Regions from separate parts of the Rattus norvegicus genome. Here region 1 is linked to region 2. The links are chromatin contacts, called in public Hi-C maps. All regions are on one chromosome and are shown on one strand. The core of a region is the stretch at or near the end of the contact, and the rest is flanking DNA. Distances in the headings are between cores, read along the strand shown.

Evidence for each region. A called contact is a pair of places that touch in the nucleus more often than the background predicts.
Region 1: a Hi-C map of the A7r5 cell line shows a contact between it and region 2, with 2.8 times the contacts expected there. The contact joins the enhancer-like site here to the promoter of Sav1 in region 2. A contact is called at or near these places in 2 of 12 Hi-C or Micro-C datasets (the A7r5 cell line and mammary epithelial cells).

Annotation. Positions count from the first base shown.
Region 1 is chr6:94,309,732-94,313,624 of GRCr8, forward strand. Nin (ninein) reads right to left here. Exons shown (of 30, transcript NM_001106737.1): 7 at 3,382-3,572. Among named protein-coding and RNA genes, the nearest start is that of Nin, 52 kb to the right of the region's middle. Within about 2 kb of position 2,205, at least 29 of the 93 cell types and tissues checked have an H3K27ac peak or open chromatin away from gene starts, as enhancers often do. A contact at or near this core is called in the A7r5 cell line, where this site is marked.
Region 2 is chr6:94,233,666-94,237,503 of GRCr8, forward strand. It overlaps Sav1 (salvador family WW domain containing protein 1), which reads right to left and starts at 2,433. Exons shown (of 5, transcript NM_001097581.1): 1 at 2,169-2,433; 2 at 1-388. The coding sequence starts at 2,262.

The DNA of each region.
Region 1 (3,893 bases), core at 955-3,454, 76 kb after region 2:
TCAACAAAGGGAGTGTTTAGGATGCGTTAGGAAGTGTAGCCTTGTGGGAGGAGGTGTGTCACTGGGAGTGAGCTTTAGGTTTCAAAAACTCACATCAGGCATAGACTTCCTCTTTCTCTGTCTCTGTCTCTTTCTCTGTCTGTCTCTTTCTCTCTGCCTTCTGCCCACAGATTAGGACATAAGCTCTTAGCTGCTGCTACAATCCTATGCCTGCCTGCCTGCCTGCCTGCCTGCCTACCTGTCACCATGCTCCCTGCCACGATGATTGTAGACTCACCCTCTAAAGCTCTAAACCAGTCTCCAATTAAATCCGTTTATAAGTGGCCTTGGTCACAGTGCTCCGTTATGGCCACCGAACAGTGACTAAGATTAAACCCTTTCTCCCTTAAGTTGCTTTTGTCAGAGCATTTTATTCCAGCCAAAGGGAGCTCGAACAGCATGCTAACACAGCAAATGTGGACTGGGGCGGATTGCAGTGATGTTCTTTGAAATATGCTCAAGTTATATTTTAGTGCGTTAGCCCAGGAAAGAGCAAGACTGGGTGAAAGTGATCTTGTGTGTGTGTGTGTGTGTGTGTGTGTGTGTGTGTGTGTGTGTGTGTGTGCGCAAAAGGAAAGTCTCAAGATGTAGAAAGGGAAGAGAGCTTGACTCTCCATTTTGCATGTCTGGCAGCCATCCCATAGTTTCCCTCACATGACAGGGAAGAGGGTGCTTGGACCACAGCCCACATGTAGGCTTGTCAGAGAGATGGTATGTGCCTTAGTTCCGCAGGAATGGGGAAGGAAAAAGAGTAGTATGAATCACAGAAGCCACAGACAGGAGGAAAGGCGCAGACATCCCACTGAGACTCTTCCCTCCGTGTGATATTTACTGTGGAACAGGCCTCCGGGAACAGAACAGAAATCAAACAGAGACCTTACAGCTCACACTGCTGCGGTAAGTAGGCTAAAGAAGGGCCTGAGACCGCAGAGCTAATGAGCCCCCGCACGATGCCTGGGCCACTGAGAAGCAAGAAGACAGAAGACTAACAAATTGTATTTCATGTGCTCTTTGCCAATTTGTAGGAAACATATGTCTTGTTTGGGAGAGGATCCTGAGGCAAGGAAATTTCTAGAGGTTGGAAATCTGGGGAAGAAATAGGTTCTGACAGAATACTGTGACGGGTAGCATTTGGGACAAGATGCTGAGGTTGCCAAAAAGCCTTCAACTTTTCTGTCTCGTTCTCACCAACACTGGAGGAAGTGGCTTTCAGGACCATTCAATCAGAAATGTCCACAAAATCTAGACAAAGCAACAGATTATGTCCTTAGTGCTTGCCTGGCCTTTGCCAAATCAGTGTAGTTTCTATGTGGCCTGAACACTCAAACACTTAATAGACTCCTGCCAGTTATTTTAAGTCAGAGCTCTGGATGAGAAGTGTTGGGTAAAGGGATGTAAATTTAGAGAGGACTGGGTGGTCGGGACTGGGCTCAAGAGAATGTGGGTTACCGGAGCAACTAAGGCACCACACAGACCCACTTTAGGAACAAGGGCATTTTCATTTCCCACATTGGCCAGGTCGGTGGGCACTTCCTGGTGTGTAGGGTGTGAAACGTGTATCAGAATAGAGTCCAGGAACCCCAGAGACCTGGGAGACCGAGGCATGGAGGCTTCGGACATCAGAAAGCAAGCGGTCGTCAGGGGGCAAATGAGGCTGAGAACAAAGCTAGCTCGGCACATTGTCGCCTGTGGTGTCCGGAGGAGACGATTGTGGCTCGCTACTACAAAATATTTGGGGAAAATTTCCAATGTCAAAGAGTGTACCTCAAAGTTCAGCTTTTAAAATACCGAACAAGTCAAACGAAATCATCCTTGGGTTTGATGAGGCCTCCTGGGAGTTGGTCTGCTCACCCTGCCCTCTTACTTGTCTTAACTTAGAGAAAGTGGGGTGTGGATGACTGCCAAAGAGAGCTCATCTAGTTCTCCCTCACAAAAATAGGGGGCAGCAGTGATCTCACAGGCTTCCTCTGCAAAAGGCTGACAGAGTTCAAACTGCTTTGGGGTGCAAAATTCTGGGATCCCAAGTCCTATGCTAATCACCAGCTCAGCCCCTCTGGGTTCAGACCTAAGGGGTGGAGGGCAGGGCATCTCCTCACTCCTCCTGGTGGGAGGGGTGGAAACACTAAGCAGGAGCATGATGAGTAAAGCCTTCCTAATTCTAGCAGCACAGGGAAAGAACTGAATGTGCCCCTTGTCTCCAGTTTTAGGAGCTCCCTGCAGAAGAGGAAGCCAGCTCTCTGCCAGTGGCTGCCATTTACATTCCAAAAAATTGTTCTCAGATCAGGAACTCATTTGTGCAACGTTTCTCGGTAAAACACAAAAAACAACCCTTTGTACTGTACTAGTTCAGAAATTAGGATAATTAATTTAATTTTATGATTCCATAGACACCGCTGAAAAATAAATGGGGCGCTGGGATACTCCAAAGGTTGCCAGGGGGCTTATATAACAGTCACATCACATGAGAACAAAAAAGCAAAACTAAACTAAAAACCAAATTTTTCTGCAAGTCAGGCTACTTGGCAGGTTTTGGAGATCGGTCTCTTTCTTGGTTAGGAATGCGCTACCACTCTGTCCGGAGGAGGCAGCCAGCATGGTGTCACATATCATCATAATCAGGGATTCTGGAGCAGTGACTGTATTCCTAACCTCCAACTCCCCCTAATCTTTATTTGCAGCTTTCTGAAAGACACGTCTTAGAATTACAGGTTTTTCTGTATAGCCTCACGGCTACTCATAAACGAATCCTGAAGATCCTCTCTTGGTTCTTCAGAACGAAGAGGAGGAAAGCAGAATCTTACCTCATAAACTCTCTGGGGCTTCAAATCTACCAAGCTCCCCGACCCTGTTCCCTCACGGCTAGAATCTGGCTGCTCTACACAACCAAGGCTCTCCTCACAGCAGAAAGCAAACTTCAAACCACAGCTAGAGAGGCAGCCTGTGCACTACTCTCATCTACCCAAGGGCGTAGGGAGAGCACTAGAACTTTCCAGAACGGAACATGCAGCAGCCTGACCTTCAGAGTTCCCGCCTAACTCAAGCCCGAGGCTCTCTTAATTCCTGTCTGCGTTCCCCCACAGTTTACTGTTTGGTTGATACGTCTCACACAGGGTAGCAGAGAGCACAGTAGGTGACCTTATTATATATTCAGGAACTCCAGCCACATCACGTTTGATTTCTGCCTCACAACATGACTTTCCCAAAGACAAAAATCCTGTAGAATATTTTTTTAGGGAAATAAAGAAGGCCGGGCCTCTAATAAGGAGGTCACAGTACGGCTCTTCCCTGCCTGGGGGCAGACAAAGCTCTTCTCATTATTCTCAAACACAGCAATGGGCTTACCGCTCCATCCACATTCTGCAATCCATACTGTTCGCAGATGGAAACCAGCTTCTTCCGGTTCAGGTGACCATCTCGAGTGATCCCCAGATCCTCACAAACCTCTTGCAGCTTCTCTTCTATCCAGTCTGGAGGAGGGCAAGACCCACCATGTGAAGCATTCAGGTCGTCTGGATTCCAAAACCTCAGCTGGCCTAAAATCAAAGCAAAAACTGTGTTATTCCCAAAGGAACGCACAGAGACAGTGCCTGCTGTAGATATGTACCCTTGGGAAATAATTCTTTCGGTTGTGTTTTATTCTTCTGCATGGATGAGTGTTTTACTTGCATGCATGTCTGTGTAGTACATACATAGTTCCTCCAGTGCTCATGGAGGAACTAGAGTTACAGATGGTTATGAGCTGACATATGATACCGGAATCGAACCCGGGTCCTCTGGAAGAACATTTAGGACTCATAACTACTAAGTCATCTCTCCAGCCCCATAATAAACATTGCATAAGATAACTATAAATG
Region 2 (3,838 bases), core at 1,183-3,682:
TAATATCTATAGTCTTCTTGTGCACGATCTCCAAGTGGCCTCCTTCTCTGACCATCAAAAAAGTTATCTGAATAAAAATATCGGGAACCAGAGTCTCCATTTTCAACAGCAAAATTAACTTCTGTTAAAAATGACTGTGATGAGCCGTATTCCCGAGGGACATCCGCTAGGCTCCTGACAAGGTAAGAAGACGGTGCGGACAGTCTGTTGCTTTCTCTTCTCATTACTTCATGAGGCGTCCTTTGAACTGGAGTTCTCAGGAAACTCTGGTTTCTTGAAACTACGCCATCTCCAGAAGCTGAGAAAGCACTAGCGCTTGACTCTGGAAGACAGAGGTCAGTCCGTCTTGGAATTGTTGGACCGTGCCGAATGAATGAAGGCATGAGATCTACAATAAAACAAAGGCACACTTCATTAAGTCAGTGCACTCTTCTAAAGTTATTTATTTATGTCTACTACCCTGAGATAAAAATAGCAAACAAAAGGGTGTAAGAAAACAAATTTTAAATTTTAAGACAATACTAGAACTTTAAATTAAGATTATTTCCCCAAGCAAATACATTTATAATCTGCATTAATGTGCAGGTGTAAACTCAGCTACAAATGAATGGCTGCTGCGTATTGCCATATATAATATGATACTATGCCACTGAGAGGAAAATAATCTAACAAACCAATGCCAGCACCAGCATCTCGTATGGCCACAGCTTGGTGTTTTCACTTGATTTAAGTATCACCAAGCCTCTTTCCTCACACAAACAGTTTCATTAAAATAAGTGTTCCTCAAAAAAAAAAAAAAAAAAAAAAAAGCAAAGTCAGATTTCTTGTAAAAGACTTTTTATTAATAGTTTTGTCTCTCTACCCAGAATTGCCCAGTTCTAAGCACAATTATCAAAACTAGAATGCAAAACCTTTCAGTGTAGAAATTGAAAAATAAAGTCATCTAATCCCAAAGATGCACACAAATGCTGAGTCTACTGAAAAAACCTGGGAAAAGTTATGGTTCCTTTAAGAGCAGATAACTCCAAACAAGATAATGGGCTGCTGAAATCAGAATGTGCCAACAGCTTAGACGTTCTTAGAGAAAAAGCAACTGCCTTTAAACATGAACTCTGGATATAGAGCACATTTTCTGAATCCATTAAATAGATTACTAAGTGTGTCAGAAGCTAACACTACAATAACTTAGTATTGGATTAACAGTCGATTTACTAAGTGTGTCAGAAGCTAACACTACAATAATTTAGTATTGGATTAACAGTCGATGACAAACTCTGTACCAAGCCATTCACTAAAAGACAACACGTTGCATGACTTCAAACGATGTTTAATGAACTTTATTTGCAGCGAAAAAAAGCAAGCTATCACCTAAGAACAGAAAAACAAGCTAGTAAAAATGGTTTCAAGTTACTGACACATCCACCCCACCAACTTTGTTGTCCAGCGCTACAACTACTAGGAGAACCTGTAAGGTTTGACACATGGTCACAATGGAAAAATGTGCTCTCCACCCCTTTCTGCGTGATCTTGGGCAAATACTGTGAATAGCTTTCCCAATTACAATATGAGGTAAGGCTTAATTTAAGTCACACGGTTACTTCCAGCTTCCAAGAAGGAAACTTACACAAGGGGCCCAGCTCCTAGAATGAGAACCAAAGGATTAGCTCCTTCTCATAACTATTTTGGCTACCCAAGAATTTTAAAAAGGAAAATCAAGACGTTCGAGTTAAAAACAAATATTTTAAATGAAGAAGAAAAGTTATAGGAGGGGACGGAACGTACGCTGCAAAGAGGGATAAAGTTAGGAACTTGCCTGTCCTGCTATGGCTGAAATTATTCTGAGTACTTTTTTTTTTTTTTTTTTTTTGAAGTTTAGGAGCAAAGCCTAATTCGAATACTTTAGTAGTAGTGGCTACAAGTGTCTCTTCGCCTCACAAGTCTGTGTCCCGCTGCAGGACTAAGGAATCCAGTCTGGTCTGTGTGCTACTTAGGGTACAGGCGAGTGGCACCCGCGATGGTAGCAAACACGGGGCACGCCCCGATGTACCCAGCAGAAAGGTGCCCGGGTCGAAGCATTTTTTCTCCAAGTGCATTCCCGAGAGTCTGTCTTCCAGCACCAGCCACCCGAGGCTGCGCTGGGTCCACCCTTCACCGCCCTGGACACTCACTCCGCAGCAGGGGCGACGTCTCCTTCTTCACGTACTTGCCCTGAACCTCGGCCGGCTTAGACACCTCGTTTTTGGTTTTCTTGCGGGACAGCATCCTCGCGGACGTCGCCCGCCGCTGCCCCAGCAGCCTCGCTAGGGCCGCGAGCCCGCCGCCCGCCGCCGCCTCCCGGGCCGGCGCCGCCTTCGCCTCGGGTCTCCGCCGCCCGCGCCCGCCCGCAGGCTCCGCCGCATGTTGGCGGCGCTAAGCGCGCCCGCCGCCGCTCACTCGCAGGGCAGCTCCTCCCGGGAAGTCAGCCGGCTCAGCGCCGCCGCCCGAGGCCGCCTTGGGACAGGGCCGCGGCCGCCCACTAGGGCCATGGTCCGCCGCCGGGAGCCGCTACGGCTGCGGCCACCGCCTACGTCCGGTAAACTTTCCCCGCGCCGCTGGGAATGCTGGGAAAGTCGACGCGCGGGCCGCCCCTCCCCCGCCGGGCGCGGACGCGGCTGCGTGCGGCGACTCTCGACCGGCGGCTAACGGGCCGGGTGTGGCGACCACCCTGGCTCCTCAGCGCGGCTACCCCGGCCCGCTCCCGCCGCTGAGGAGCCGGAGTGCAGGCGGTCGGGAGCCCACTGGGCTGCGAGCCGCTCTCGCCTCGGACTTGTCGACCGCCCTGTTGGAGGCAGAACTGCCCACAGCCGCAGCCGCGAGTGGTTGCTGAGGGAAGGCGGCCCTCGGGTGTGCAGGGTTGATGGGGACGCGGGACCGGACCACAGCCAGGGCGGCACCTAGTAACGCGTATGCCTCTTTTGGTGACAGCGTAAAAACCGAGTATCCGTTTCTTCTGTCCTCTTCTCTCTTCCCAACCCTTGGTACTCCCACCCCTTTTATGCCTCCTCCCATCCGCTTTTTCGGATTAAAAAGACAAAGAAGATGGAGTTTCTACAACTCCTAAGATAAATTTGACGTTAATGTATTTATCTCATCATTTTAATATTTATACTTAATAACCACGTGCTTTTTCTTGCAATTAAGTCTTAGAATCTTGAGGCCTTTCAGCACCAGAGTTCAGAGCTGGGAGTTTTCTATCTAATTCATTGGATGCTACTTTGTTCTCTTTAACTCACTCAGGTACTCGTGTTTGGAAAATAAGATGAGACTCACTCCTCTTGACCAAAGTAAGGCTTTCATAAGAAAAGGAATGTGTTTAGAGCACAGAAGCAAAACTCCAACCTCATAACAAGGCACCAGAACTGCTCAGTATATTTTTTTTTTAGCCACGCACAAAGGAGACATTTTATCAGTTGTCTGTCTCCATGTTTTCATGAAATGCTTCCTTGTTAAAGGTTCCTGTGATTCTATAACAAATATTTTATTGAGCATCCAACATACAAGGTGTTGTTTTAGGTGTCCAGGGTATGACATAAAGGCCCTTCTGGTATGGGGAAGAGAGATCACACAGAATAAGACTCGTAAGACACAGTGTGTTACATAGTGCTGAGGTAAGCATGAGTAAGTGAGATCTCACAGTTCTGGAAAGGGGTGACAGATAACAAAGACAGCAAGAAGGCGGTGCTGGCATTAACTTGTCATGCAGGTATCCGGAGTGAGGCCTCAGAAAAGCAAATGCAAAGTCACTGCAGTGGTCATGTTTCTGGCTCACTGTAGGAATAGTAAGAGGGTCACGTAGCTG